Linked DNA regions of Arabidopsis thaliana: all the other regions are linked to region 1. The links are chromatin contacts, called in public capture Hi-C maps. All regions are on one chromosome and are shown on one strand. The core of a region is the stretch at or near the end of the contact, and the rest is flanking DNA. Distances in the headings are between cores, read along the strand shown.

Region 1 (5,095 bases), core at 1,164-3,663:
TAAAATAGTTCCATTAGTACGACAAACAAATCTTCTTCCATATAGATATGACATTGGAAGATAAACCATCCTACAATGGCACCACATTCGGCCCGGATGAAAAGGAAGACTATATGGAAGGAGCCATAGCTCTGGAGGTAAAGGATTGTTCCCACTCCACTCATAAGCTCCAAGAACCTGTTTCATATAAAATCAACAATTCATTATGTGATTCGCGGGTCGCGGCAAAACCAGTACAAGATTGTGTTGTTGTTAACGTACGGAGAGCCAGAACTTGCCCCAGGAGGGAATAAAAGTGGCACCACCGTGGTGGTGAATCCAACTTCTAGCTGATTCCATGGCTCCATCTCCACCGTCTAATTCTTCCCCCATTAGTCTCAGTGCTACGTATGAGAGCACTGTACAAAACATGGTGCTATTCCCTTCTACGTGTAGTCCCCATCCTCCATCCTTGTTCTACACGTTATATCTTGTTCAAGTTAGGGCTTTTTTACCAACAAATAGATTGGTTCTTTCACTACAAAAAGATTCAATATGTTTTCTTGATCTGAAACCTGATGGTTATAGAGATAACGACGAATCTCGATTTGATGTTGCGCAGTTAAAGTTCCATCCAAAACTTCCGTCACATATAAGCCGATCACCTGCGACAAAAATCATTACCGGTGTATGTTATGTAAGAACTTTCTTTGAAGCTTTTCAAAACCTTGCACTGTTTAGTGTACAATCGCATTTTTTTTGAGGTTATTGTTACAAATTTCACATATATCATATCTATTTTTTGACACCACACATTTTTGTTTAAGAATTTCAATTTAGAGAGAAAGAATAATTAAAGAATTACCAGAGCAGGCAAGAGAAACAAAGGGCCACCATAATCACCAGGCCAAAAACCATCTTGTGATTGAAGTATTGAGTAGAATCTCAAACTTCTTCTTAATGTAACATTCACCACTTCTTCATTTATCAATCTTTCTTCCCCCTCTTTTACTTTCACTTGTGGAAGTCTCTCCATTCCTTTTCCTTTCTCTTTCCAACACTATACGTTCAAGTTCATGTTTATATTTCAATCCAGTATTGGATAAAGATTTTCACTTTCTTTTAATTAAAATCTAATTTTCTCTAATTATACTTTAATAATCTAATAGCCTTGGAGATTAAGCTAATTTTTGTCACCGTTCATTTTTTTTTGTTCTTATTAATTAAGCTAATCTCATAGCCCATTTTGTTTTTATTCATAGCCAATCGTACATCTTTAAATTCGTTTAAAATCACAACCACTATTTTAAAGAACAAAGTATTATTTGAAATAGAAAAAATTATACTAATTACGTGATATTCACATTTTTTTGTTGTCAAACAATTTTCAAATCCTATCTTATCATATGTTTTGTCCATATATGTCTACATAAATGACACGATCGGATCTTATTTTCTGAAACCCAAATAAGAAGTAAAGAACAATGACTTTGACTAAAAAACGTTAAATCTCGGCCTTACAGAAATGTTGTAAACATGAAAGAACAAAATAAGGATGTGAGTGTTTTTATGCAGACTTATATGACTTTAAAATCACTAATGCATGATGGGATAAAATATCATTTTAAAGAATTTTTTTGTTTCTTAAAGTCTTCAAAACCTTTTAAAGTCAATATTCTAGTCACTCCCAAAATTAGCTGGCTTAAAAAAAACTAAGACATATCAAAATATAATCGTCTCAAATTTTGAAATGTTCTATAGCCTTTACAGCTTTAATAAGTGACCTTTTACATGCAACTGTGGATCATGTGTTGTAAAAAAAGTAATCTAAATTTCACAGTTAGAAATATGCTAGCCATGATTTATAAAACTAAGTAATAAAATTATCAAGTTTTGGGTGCACAAAATAAAATAAAATTTTATCAAGTTTAAAATCTGAATTTAAGATAGTTGCTGCTGTACCAATATGCGTTATAAGGAAAATGAAAAAAAAAATGTACCTGAAAACGGTAGAGAAGATCAGAACTATGCTTAGAAGAAAACCGATTGAGAGTAAAGTTGCTACGAAGATGGTTAATGTGATGTCTCTCTTCAGAGGTTCCAAATTGGTTATCATATTCCCAAAACTGTCTTCCAACATGTTGATTCACGCTCTCTTCGTCTCCTTCCGATAACTTTAACCTCCACATCTCTTTCTTTATCTATCTCTCCCTCGATCTTGAATGTGAGATTCTTTATATTAATGTTTAAAATAAAAAAGACAGCTCAAGAAGGCAAATCTATATGTGTTCAAGAGACGTAATGGACTCACCAATGCCGTGAAAAATCTTGTTCACGTTGAAAGCAATGAAGCATGCAAGAAATTATGGATTTATTATTTAATCTAATTTTTTACGTGTAACTTATAATGTATATATGAAATTGTTAAATCACTGAAAGTGTTTTTGGTTTATATATGTGTTGTGATTACCAGATTTTATATAAGCAAATCAATGATTAAAATAACAATATGATCATTTTGTTGACGTATCAATCACCTATTTTTTGACGTTAAGTGCGAGATTGACCTAATAAAGACAAATTAGATTTAAAGGGATCTGTCACATGGAAGATAAAAGCATCTGTCTGTATTCACATGAAATAACATTCTCAATTTTTTTTTTATGTCGTAACTGAATAGCTGAGTATTCTATTCACATAAATTCCAGAATTAGGTTAGATTAATATTAGTTTGTCACCGACGGTTTTCGAGTAATGCAAACCCGGGAGTTCAAAGTAGGTCGAGATTAAAGGCTAAACTGAAGTTTAAATATATAGCCACATTGAGAAATGAAATGAAAAGAAAAGAAGCGTAGTCCTAATTAGGCAACTTCATCGAAAGACCGCCATGTGAAAATTGGAGGTCGTGACCGTCTCATCCGGCTTCCGGTGAGTTGTGCTTCCCAAATATTTCAACTGACACAAAAACTCGGTTTCAAGATTGACAGCAAAATTGTTGGTTGCCTCTTCCACAATGCCTAGTTGGCCATAGAAATTAAAATGATAGCTTTCTCGACATTTTAGAAGAGGGTCTTACTGTTAGTTTTGAAGTCAAGTTTTTTTTTGTCGACTAAAATAATTGAAAGCACAGTTAACTGGAAACCGAATACGGCTACCAAGACAATCCAAATTTCTCATAACAGTCTTTGGATGAATTTGTCTTTCGATGAACAAAACTATGATTATTGTAAATTTTATTTTTCTCAATCAATTTTTTTGGTCTATTGTTTCTTTTGTAAATGGATGTGAAAACATAGTTTTCTTTTACTTGGTTTGCATAGAACATTTACATATAAAAAACTACTCGATTTCTCTCTACTTACTGATGGTAAGTTTGTGGAACTTATCCACAAACTTCATTGACCAAAAAGATCATAATAACTTCAAAGTAAGAACAAGAAGTTATACAAACAGCTCATACAGTATTCATGCATCTTATCTTCTTCTTCTTTTTTAAATGTTATATCTTACTTAAAATAAAATAAAAATTGGTTTTTTTTACAAAAATAGATGATAACATCAAGTTTATTTCTGTATAATATTTTGTTACCATTTAGTGTTACTGATTTTCTAGTAATAATTATTTATTTTTTCAAATATTTTATTCTCTCTCTATTGTTTTGTTTTTGTAAATGGATGTGGACAAATTATTTTCCTTGACTTTATTGATATAGAAGATTTACATACCAAAGATATTAAGTACTCCATTTCTTTCCTAAACTTACTGACCATAAATATTATAATAAATTCAAAGTAAGTAAAAATAAGAATACAACTAGGTAATATGTTTAATACATTTTATCCAAAGATATTCATGAAATCTTATCTTATTTTTATTTTATATTCTATCTTACTTACAAAACTATGACAAAATGGACTTTCTTACAAGTATAGATGATAACACCAAACTAGGGGATAATCGGGGGTACGACCGGGTAATATATGACAGCTAATATATTTCGGCTATCAAAAAATCAACTTATGTGTCATCAACTTGTTATGTGATTATAAATATAATAAAAACTATTGCTTTCAATTAAACGATCTCTTACGTATTTAACTATTTATACATAATTAAAATTCTCATAATTTTTTTCTTTTTTAGATTAGTTCATAATTTTTTTGCTTTTTAGATTAGTTCATGAACTTATAAGTTCTTCTCAAAAGAATTAGTCTACCAAACCAAATATTCCTAACTTGTACTTCTTTCTGGGACTTAATTGGCATTTCTACGACACACCAATACTCTATGATTTATATAACTCTTTGCTTTTTATTCTTGGAATTAAACATGGATCATCATTTCCTAAAATTAATAAAGGCAGATAACGTACATTTTCCTCTGTGCAAAACGTTTTAATTTTGCTATATACATATCTACACTATTATTTGAGACGTACGTTAAGTGATTCTCAATTAAAAAAATTTTTTACCTTAAAATCATATGTTTAAAATATTAATATCATGGAAAAATTACCTTTAATTGAGAATCACTTAACTTACGTTATAATCTTGGCCATTCGATTGAATTATTTGTGTCCGTTCAATCTCTCGTCTTCACTTAAAAAACACGCAGATCCTTTTGACCCGGATTTAAACTTTTGAGTCATACGTTATAATCTTGGCCATTCGATTTAATTAATTGTAGCCATTGAATTTTTTTCAATAAATCCTACAACAAGATTTTTGGAGAGAGGATTTTTATTTATTTTCAATTATTATATTCCCTTATTCAATACTATTCATAATTACGTGGGTTTAAAATTGGATAACTAATTATACTCATATATCAAAGGAATTTACAATATTATATTCTAAAATATTACTAATCCAATTATTTTTTTAAAAATATTTTCTAATCAAATCTGCTTTATTTATAGATATAACATTATAAATATCGAATTAATATGTTTGAATTCGAAATTGGGTTAAATATTCTAAATTTATTTAAATAACTGGAAAATAATTTAAACTAAACTATTTTTTATGTTTGATATTTAAAATAGAAAAAATATGTTTAAACATTTAAAAATAAGATTAATTACTTTTTTGGTTTATATTAATTTTTGTTAATTAT
Region 2 (5,095 bases), core at 1,061-3,560, 81 kb after region 1:
AGAAAAAGAAGAATAAGAAGAATAAGAAAAGACATAGCGTATGTTTTGCTGTGCATGCATGGTCAGAGGTTTCGTCATGCATGCAGAAGTGGACCCGAATAGCTTCCCATCTTCATCAACCGAGTGGACCCATCTGCAACACCGAGTTGACTCAGAGATTCTCTCCTGAGTCAAAAGTCTCATATTTCACCGTTTTCTTCGCCGTGCTTAAACCATCCTCTCGTCACTTGAATCTCATACTTCACGTCTCTGCACTTAGAGAATATCATAAACAGAGGAATCTCGATATTTCTCAAAACTCATATAACATAATGTAATTTACCTTATAGTATACATGAACAATACAAGATTACTGGTTCATGTCGGCGGTTGGTGTGCCGTCCGTGGAGGCCGGAGGAGACGAGTCTGGAAGATTATGGTTGACCATCAATAACGGCCAAGAACGGTGTTGACTTCCCACACCAAGAAAGTCTCTCGTGAAACCTCTTTCATCAACTTCCTTAGTTTTGATATTCTCTGCTTGTTTGTTGTTGAAGATAGAGGTCATTAGACCAAAAGTCTTGCTATTGCTTGAGCTTGATGATGATCTCTTTGATCCCATTTGAGCTGCCTTTTGTAGCAATGCCGTGGCTGACATTGATGCTATTTGTCCACCGTTTTGGTTATAATTATTAGTGTTGTTTCGTGCTTCCGAAGAGAACAAAGAACCATTACTAATCACATTCTTCATCTCATGTTCTTCTTGATTTTTGGAGATTCCCCTTTGGAGAATGTTGTTGTTGTTGTTGTTGTTTTCGTTGAGAAGCCATTGGTGAGATGATTGTCCTTGTAAATGCCATAGATTTTGAAGGGAGTCGGATGCACTACGAGGTGATGGAGATGATGAGGACGCAAAAACGTTGGTTGGTAAGGTTTGTCCCAAAAAGGCAATGTTATTGCGATTGGTATTAAAACCAGGTTGGTCCAATTGTGACGAAGTAGTATTAAGCTGTCGTTGTTGATGATTTTGGTTGATATTTCCATGGTTGACTTCCACATCCAGGGCATTGTTCAAATATGCGGGTGCTGGTGGAACTGAGACAAATCTAGCACTCTCTTCAGCTAAAGCGTCACAGAATGCTCTATGTGTGATGAAACTATCTTTCCTGTTCCAATCCAATCATCCAATATATACTAATTCAATAAAGAGATCTTAGCTGATTTTAGTTAAAGCCAATTGAATTTAAATTAAACTAAATGTTGTATGACATTGTTTTTCATGAAATTTAAATTTCGCTCTTTAACAAAAAAATTTGACTTAAAAAAGGGTGTTGTAATACATACCTGGAAAAGAGGGTACCACAGTCACATCTGTATTCTTTAGTACCACAAATCTTGCTATGAGCTTTCCAATCGGACATGACAGCATATTTCTTGGAACACTTGTCACATTTCCACTTCTTTTCACCATGTTTCCTGCTGAAATGCTTCTTAATTCCAGTTAAGTCACCAAGGGCTCGGGCCGGGTCATGGTGTACGCAAGTCTTCTCTGGACAGATGTACACTTTTTTCTTCACTTGCTCCTTGTTTGTCCTTTGCTTTAGCTTCCATGGAAGGTTATGGCCTCTCCGGTGAAGCTGAAGGTTCTGGTCTCTCTTAAATCCTTTGTTGCAAACCTCGCAGATGAATCGATTAGTTGTCATGAGGGAGTTTGGTGATAGAGCGATGACTTCTGCATCTGGATCTGGTGTTTAAATTTCATTTACCAAATAAGAACCAATGAATTAATTTATGATAAATAAAAAAGAGATCCAAAGCTGGAACAAGAATATTGTTCTTGATCGAAAAAAAAAAAACAAATTAGCAAGAAATTCATCTATTTTATATGACAAGTCCTAGATTTAGATTAAGTATTTATATACATGCCTGGATTTCCCGGGAGATTTCTCTTCCTCTTGGCTGAGTTAGAGGAGGTAGGATTAGGGTTAGGGTTAGGATTTGGAGCGATGTGTTCTTGGTGAAGGACATAGCTGGGAAATGAGAGGGGATGATGATCATCTGGCATCATCATGCTGATATTGGTTTAGTTGAAAGACAGAGAAAGAGAGAGTTTCTAAGTAAGAAGACAAAACAGGTGGACAGAGAGATATACAGAAAAACTCTTTAATTCGTCAATACAGTTCTCTACTAAATCAAGTAAAATTCTGAGAGCTAGCAAGAAGACAGAGAGAGTTATGAAGAAGAAAACAAGTAAGAATGTAACTAATTATATATTTCCATTATACTATATAGAGAGAGTTATTTTTATATACACCTAATTTTTTAAAAAATATATAAAATTTATGATTTTATTTGATTTCCCATTATAATATAGGTTTTGTAAGCTGACTATTATATTTTCTTATGGCTGTTAGCGTACAAGAAGTTCAACTATTGCTAATAGTCCTTGTTTTTTTATATATCAGAAATTCTTATTTCAATTAATTGATGAATGTTTTACACTAGTTTCTTAATAAAAACAATCCCACAAGACTTATAGAGAAGTAAGCACTAGATATTTCTAAAAGTTTGATGACTTGAAAAATAGGGATGCCCATTTTTTCCAAGAAAATTTCAAAAAGAATTTTGTTTTTGATTGTTTTTGGGGTCGTCGGTACAAATTTTTATTATAATAGAATTTTGTTTTATTATTTGTGATAGTAAGCTTTTGGACACTTGCAAAGAGTCCTGTAGCATAAAACCAAAAAGAAAGCTGGCGAAGAGGGAATCTCTCTCTCTTCACACACGACTGTTCTTCTTACAAGTCGGTCAGCGATAGACTCAAACTGGACCACTTTCTATCTCTCTAATTCTCTATATACTCTCCCATCTACGTAACGCAAAGTATACATACGTACTCAAGTCAAGTGTATACGTACAATACAATCTACAAATACATAAATACATATAGGGTGCATAATTTATCTATGAGGTGTGTAAACTTTATGACATTTCTAACTGTAGGCTCTTTGGATTTTTCGGAGTCTCTTTTCATCCCATATATATATACAATGAATTCATTTATATATATAACAAATCAGTTCGATAAGTATATATGTAAAGCCGAGGAGAAAAGTATAAATAAAAAACATATAGCTAGGTTAAACCAAGGCCATGTACGACGACTACAAACAACATAAGTGGTTTTATTCAGACTTGAAAACAAATCTTTTTGGTAATTAACCAAAATAAAAATAAAAAATTGAGTTGGAAGGTTTTGTTATCCTCTTTGTTATTTTAAAGCTAACAATTTTAAGATACTAACTAATAACTCAGAATTCCTTAACTAATTCTGTACAGTGTGTGTTTTAGCTTAGATAAATTTCTTTTACATCAATTAACCTGCTCTAGTCTCCCACACGAGGATATTATGAGATTTAGATCCATTAATCAAAAAAAAAATTAATTTACATTTTGAATTTTTAGGTAATTATATCTTGAGATCAATCTCAATATCTCATGATTCTTTCTTATAATATCTAGAGTCTCTAAGAACCTAAGTTCCTAATCATAAATCCTAACTACTTCTTGGGTAAGAAAGAATAAAATCCAAAAGAAGTGATGTAGAGTTCTAAAATAGACACAAGGGTCGACAAGGTTTGGATGGGTCCCATGGAAAAGGAAGATAGATCTCATCTGCTTGTTCAGCCAAAGAGATACTGTTCCTTCTCCCTATCCAAAATCTGCTCTGAATTTTCTTATTCACTTTAGTTTTCCTTTAGAAAACCAGAAATGATTTTGATCATTTTGAATAGATCATAAATAAGGTAATCTTGTGCTAGAAAAAAGGAGGAATTCTTAAACATAGTTAATGATCATGCAGGTTGATGATCTCCCTAGTCTAGAATTTGAAGGGCATCATTAATAGATTAGGATAAATGGTGATATATTATATATCCAAGACAAGTCCATTGATTCTGCCAACCAAAATAATTTTTGGATTTTGTTTGTCTTATTGGAAAATACAAACCATAATATAATGACAAACAAATCTTTAAACTTATATGTCTACTTTGTTTATGTACTCTCTCAAAGCAATAGGAAGTTCAAAGTGTCTGACCAAAATAATATCAGCTAGGACTAAACTAGTTCGTCTTGGGCTTTTCAAATTTTTGTAGAATAAATCATTTTAATCAAAAACATAAAAGTGGCTAAAACATAATTGATTTGGGAAAACAAATTCCTACTTCACTAATACAATGGTGGTTTTTTCTAGGTCTGGGCGTTCGGTTATCGAATCGGATTTGGTTTGGTTGTTTCGGATTTCGGTTATTTTGGATTTAGATTCTAATATCCATATGGATAATTATAAAATTCGGATCGGTTTCGGTTTAGATATTTTGGATTTTGGATCGGTATGAATATGATATTTAACATCCGATTGAACCCGAATAACCGATATTAATCCGAACTTAAACCGAAAAAACGAGCTATGCAAAAAATGAGTAGATGAAATGAAACCATAGCAAAGCAAACCATAAAGTTTTTGAAACCAAAGTGAGGCATAAACTATGCCAATACATCAAAGTTTTGAAAGAAAAGTAAACCATAACATCTTAAAGAGTGAAGAAGTAGCAGAATTCAATTGGAAAGTAGTAAAAAAAAAAGTGAAAGAGAGTGAAAACAAGCCAACAACAGCAACCTCAAGCTTCTTCTTTGCCGCATTCTCAAACTTCACCATGTTCTTGAACCTTGATACAACAAAATACTTAACTTCTTAATCTATGAAATACATGAATCAAAAACATCAAGTTTAAAACAATTTACCTTATAGCCGATTAAAAAGTTTGAGGATAAGAGTCTTCTAAGCAGAGTTGCCATCAAACTCTGTAATCAAGAAAAACAAGAAATTAAAACTGTGAACAATTAAAACTATTAAGAGAGAATTGAAATAGAGCATAAGGGATGAATTTACCTTTTTCAATGTTATCTAGCTCAACAATGTCGGCAAGCAACTCTTTAATGGTAACAACAGATTTATTACCTAAGTGATTCACATTCTTCATCCACTGCTCTGTGCACAACAACACTTTAACCATATAATGAGTTAAACAACTCCTATGTGGCTCTATGACTC
Region 3 (5,095 bases), core at 1,134-3,633, 77 kb before region 1:
ACCTATGTAATTGTTTACGTCTCTTTCTCATGGGCCAAGAGAGTGTTATGTGAGGTTAGTGGCTGGTCAGCTTTGGTTGCGCTCTCTTTAGTCAACGACATCAATATTGATATTTTTGGCTGTTATCTTCAACCTATATTTATACTATCTTTTGTTTGTTATGGAGTATTTATCGATTTTTCACGATCTTGCTAGTTACACTTTTTTTTATTTAGTGAATGTAAAATTTATTCAACTAAAACACCTTTATTACAATAAATGTATCTTTTTGAAAATCGAACGCTGGTTTGAAAAGTTTTGAAAAAAAATAGAGTTTTAGTTTTCTGAGTCGAACCATATCTTAACATTTTCATGTTTGTGTAGATCAAAGAGATTGATAGAGGAAATTTTATTGTGTAACAAGCGATCGAGAGACTTGATCAGTTGATTTGGTGCATTTGTGATCACACCATGTATGCGTATGTTCCGTTCCAATCAAAGTGAGTGGATAGTTGCTTGGAAGAGAAGCCTTAGAATAAAACCAATATTGCCTTTGAAAGTAGAGCCTTAAACCTCCATAAAACTGTTTGTGTAACTCCTTTGAAGTAGTCGACGAATTAGCACCTGCCAAACACGTGAAGAGAATGTACAAGTGAAGAATAAGTGCTCCCAAGTCTCCATCGAAGATTGACAAGAAACACACAATGGATTTAATCACTTGTTCCAATATGATATACACTCACCAGTGGTAAGCTTATTATTTGCAGCGAGCCAAAGCAAGAACAAGTGTTTCTAATTTTCTTGTAGTGAACAAATGAGGGTCTGACCGCAGATAACAAATTTACATGACTATAGAAGACACTTATTTAAATATCATGAATTATTATATTCTCTTGTTTCAGATTTCATATCGTTTAAAGTTTCTTCATACATTTTTTTAAAAAATCGTTTGTATCCTTCATCAAGGTATTGTATCATTTTCTTTACCCGATGATACATTAACATAATAGAGATAAAATTATACTTTATAAAAAAAAAACTATGCATTGAAAATATAAAAGGTTTTTTAGTAATAATAAGACCCCTCAACTAAAAATGGATAGTAAGAAAATTTATCAATTATTTATTTAGTGAAAAATTCCTTAACTTAAAATATGCTAATAATTTCTTTAAGAAATTTATCAATTATTTATTTCGTGAAAATTGGACAGACTATTGTCAAAATAAAATGCAACACTTTTAATTGTCTCTAAGGTTGATGTCGAATTCTATGCCTTTTAGAAAAGAATGTCTAGATTCGCCCAATTGTTTTAAAATGGTGTTAATTTAAATTTAGTAATTTGGCTTTATGGTTTAACAACTCGTATGAACCATTTGCATGTTTTAACAAGATTGTATTATATTCTCAAAAAATGTTTTACGATGGATCGTGTATGCAAATATAAAAAGCGATTGGACAAGTTTAAATAGACAATTTATACTAGATACATTATTTGTTGATTTTTCTTTCAATTTGTAGAGATATTTTATCTTCAAGACAATAGGTTGATGCCATGAGAATATGACCATATGGTCATTAGCGCGTGGACATTAAATATGTGTTTGTATAAGAATTTCTGGAATTATAGAAAAAAGTGATACACATGTCCTCAAGGGCATAATCTCACGATGATAAGTTGTTTGCTTGATCAACATTTTGTGGCCTTAATTAGAGAAGATGTAGATGGTGAAAAACCGAGATGAAGGCATACAAAGTAGCTAGAGAATATAGCGACCACACTCATGACCAATTTCCTTCCATATCTTGAAGTATGAGTTATATAGACAAGAGTTAAATGTGATAAGCATAGAGTCTATATATGATTCTCTACGATTAACTATCTATGCTTGTGAAGATTCATGATATGATTGGGTAGAGAAATAATGTGGTTACTATTGTTTGAGGAATTGAAGATCTCATTATCTTGTCTCGTGTTGTGACAATGATGTTTGTCCATAATACAATGTTCATTATAAATTTGGTTGAATGTTTCCAAACACAAAGTGGATATTTTAAGAATGACTAAATGATATATAATGATGTGAGTGCCCATACACAAGTAAATATTAGTCAAAGAAAAATGTACCTTTTACTTTTAATTAATGATTGTCATTCATATATAAACTTGTTGCTAAACTTCAACCGGTCAACATGAGATGGTCAAGAAACACATGTTGCTAAACTTCGAGTCTAAACACAATTTTGTAAATATGAATCAGATCTTTACATATTCTGATAAAAACATTAATCGTTCATAAATTTAGGGCACGAACTTTCTTATTCTGTTTTCACATTTGAATTTTGGTGGCGACGAACCTCATTCTACTTCCACATCAGATCCAAAAGACAAAAACAAATTCCAAGATGGCGGAGGTGCGTCTCTGTTAGCAACCTGAAATTATTCATCTCTTTTCTAGAAGAATTAGTAACTACATTTTTACAAAATTTGATAATAAAAAATTATTGAAGAGTTACCGTAGCTGGGATCGTCGGGCAAAAAATCAACCCTTGCATCGATTGCTAATAAGATGTATCAATTTGCTCGTAAAATTGAGGAAACGGATTTTTTTCTCTCATCCCCAAACTCATATAAAGATTCGATCGACTACACGTCTTTGAAAAGGTTTGGTTATATCTCTATAACATTGTTAAAAAACAAAAAAAAATTACTTTTTTTTGAATACCAGGAGGTTTTGGGCCGAACCCCGTAATCCCCCCAGACCCGAAACCACATCATATATAATACTAGTTTTGTCCCGAGCGTCACTCGAACCGGAGACCTTTAAGCTTCGCCTAGAGTCTTTACCAATTAAGCTAACGACATTTGGTAACATCGTTAAAATTGTACTCAACCTATACGTAAAAAAAATTGAAATCAATCGATGGACAAATCAGATTAAAGGTTGGAAGCGCGGCGGCTACGGTGGAGAGATACAGATCGCGCCATTGCAGCAGACATCTGTAATATAGCAAGAGTCAAGGTGAGCAAGAGGATCCGGTGCGGAGGATGAAACCACTGCTGATGGTTTTGCAACAGATCGATAGAGAAGACTTGGGGAGCAAAGAGGTCCCGCGGATCTAGTGACGATATGGCGAGGGAGACAAGTCTCAGAATGGAAAAATTGAGCCCAAGTGGAGTCGAAAGATTCATCCACTGTTGTCTTTGAATCGCAAGGTGTGGGCAGAGAATGAACTCCGTCGGAGAGCACTGCTTCAAAGAGGGGATTCAATAGCAGAGAAAAGCTCGATAGGTTTGGATTAAAAGGATTGCAAAAGAGAAAAATTAGATGGAAATGAAGCTTTAGATGGAAGGTAAACGAGACAGCTCGAGATATGAGAGAGAGGTTCCTACGCCGGCGAGCTTCAGCTCTACCGGCGTCGGAGAAGAAATAAGAGATAGCTTCTTCGATAATAGTGTCAGAGAGTTGAATGGGTACTAATATCCAATTTTTCTTCAAAAAGATGAAATAAATATCTTTACTTTTAAAAATGCATATATTGAATAAACTTATATTGAAAGTGCGAACAAACCCTAAATTAATCTTTGTTATTTCTTTTATTAGGTTGGAATTACGTGGTTGATTATGGTTAGAGTATATGTATATCGGTTGTAATGTATGTGTGACGTTAACGGGCTTTGAGCCCATCTCACATGACTCGTAGAGTGTCTGTAATATATAGGGCTATCTACGAGTCCCTTACTTTGTATGTTCTGAATGGAGTATTTCTTTGTTAATTGCGAATATACTGAGTTTTACTTTATTTAGTTATAAATCTTGTGATTTGTTTGACAAATTGGTTTACACATATTATACTCTCTTTCGTGTTAGATGATCTGATTGAGAATACTTTGGCTAATTGGTTTCAAAACTAATATTTGTTTACACCTATTATACTCTCTTTGTTCTGTGACGATTGATGTTGTGGGTATTTTCTTGTTTCATAAAAATTGATGTTTTGGATTAATACTATTGTTATTTTTATTTGTAACTTATAGAGAGAAAGGAGAAATAGAATTGATTATGTATTATTGTTTTGTAGCGTTATATCAATTTATCGGTGCAAGATGATAATGTACTTTGTAGATTTTGTGTTCTAATTTTAGCACAACTAATCGAAGCCATGGCCAATTTCAGATATATTCCCAAACCTATATTTACTACTCTATTCAGGAGCAGAACTACGTAGATGTGCATGGGGTCAAATAACAACAATAAAATTTTAAATTTTAACTTTTCGTCATTGATATTAAAGAATAAGCTAGATCAAATGGCTGAATTCCCATAGTTGATCCCATCAACATGTGTTTGCACTCCAGTTGACCCTCAAAATTTGAGGACTCTTGTTTTTTAACTGAGGCTTATGATTTATTTTAGAGTACATTTGGGAAAGTACCTTCTCTATGAGTTTTCCTTGGAAAAATACCCTATTGTTTTTTCTTTTAAAAATTGTTTTTGAATATATTAAATTACTAAAATAGCCTTATTAAAATTTAGTAATAATTAAAAAGAATTATACTTAAAACATAAAAATCCATTAATGAAATTTTAAAGATAATTCTTATCTTAAATAATTTTTAAAATAAATCGTCCTTACAAATATATATTTTTAAAACAATATATGATTCTGTTTGTTGTAAAAAAGAATATTTTTTATAGTCCAATTTGAAATAAAAATCAAAGATAAAATTTAGCCAGGAAGCAAGATTCAAAATAATTACAATTAGCGTTCTAAAACTGTCGCAACTCGTAACCACTGCACTATAGTGAACTTTGTATATATATGCCATTAACGTTAACGTTTACATATATTATTAATGATGGCTAATCCAGAGCTCCAACAAACGGCAATCAATTACTGTGAAATGGACACTTTTCTAATTATTTTCTTAACAGTGACACTGAAAATATATAAGTTAGTTTACGTAAAAAAAATTTACTTACATCTTCACTAAATAAAGTTTGTGGGTCAATAGTTATATTTTTGCAATCAATCAATACATGTGTTTAAATGCCCAAATTGACTTTCATGCATCAAACAATTGTTGTGTTCTGGTTCAAGCTCTCGTAATCTCTT

The links. Capture Hi-C pulls out chosen DNA fragments and counts their contacts.
Region 2: a capture Hi-C map of root shows a contact between it and region 1, with 3 times the contacts expected there. A contact is called at or near these places in 8 of 26 Hi-C or Micro-C datasets (callus, cotyledon, root and 2 more) and 2 of 3 other capture datasets (root and seedling).
Region 3: a capture Hi-C map of seedling shows a contact between it and region 1, with 3 times the contacts expected there. A contact is called at or near these places in 5 of 26 Hi-C or Micro-C datasets (callus, root, seed embryo and 1 more) and 3 of 3 other capture datasets (root, seedling and shoot).

What each region holds. Positions count from the first base shown.
Region 1 is chr3:16,515,355-16,520,449 of TAIR10.1, forward strand. It overlaps LAS1 (lanosterol synthase 1), which reads right to left and starts at 2,414. Exons shown (of 18, transcript NM_001339194.1): 1 at 2,291-2,414; 2 at 1,980-2,196; 3 at 845-1,039; 4 at 555-644; 5 at 262-456; 6 at 1-177. The coding sequence starts at 2,168. It overlaps AT3G06975 (a long non-coding RNA gene), which reads left to right and starts at 2,713. Exons shown (of 1, transcript NR_141294.1): 1 at 2,713-3,105.
Region 2 is chr3:16,596,501-16,601,595 of TAIR10.1, forward strand. AT3G45260 (C2H2-like zinc finger protein) reads right to left here and starts at 2,311. Exons shown (of 4, transcript NM_114395.4): 1 at 1,906-2,311; 2 at 1,324-1,723; 3 at 323-1,145; 4 at 1-249. The coding sequence starts at 2,050. The coding sequence ends at 350. It also overlaps the pseudogene AT3G45270.
Region 3 is chr3:16,438,640-16,443,734 of TAIR10.1, forward strand. It overlaps AT3G44980, which reads left to right and starts at 2,384. Exons shown (of 5, transcript NM_114367.1): 1 at 2,384-2,392; 2 at 2,500-2,642; 3 at 2,922-3,000; 4 at 3,117-3,270; 5 at 3,332-3,459. The coding sequence starts at 2,384. The coding sequence ends at 3,459.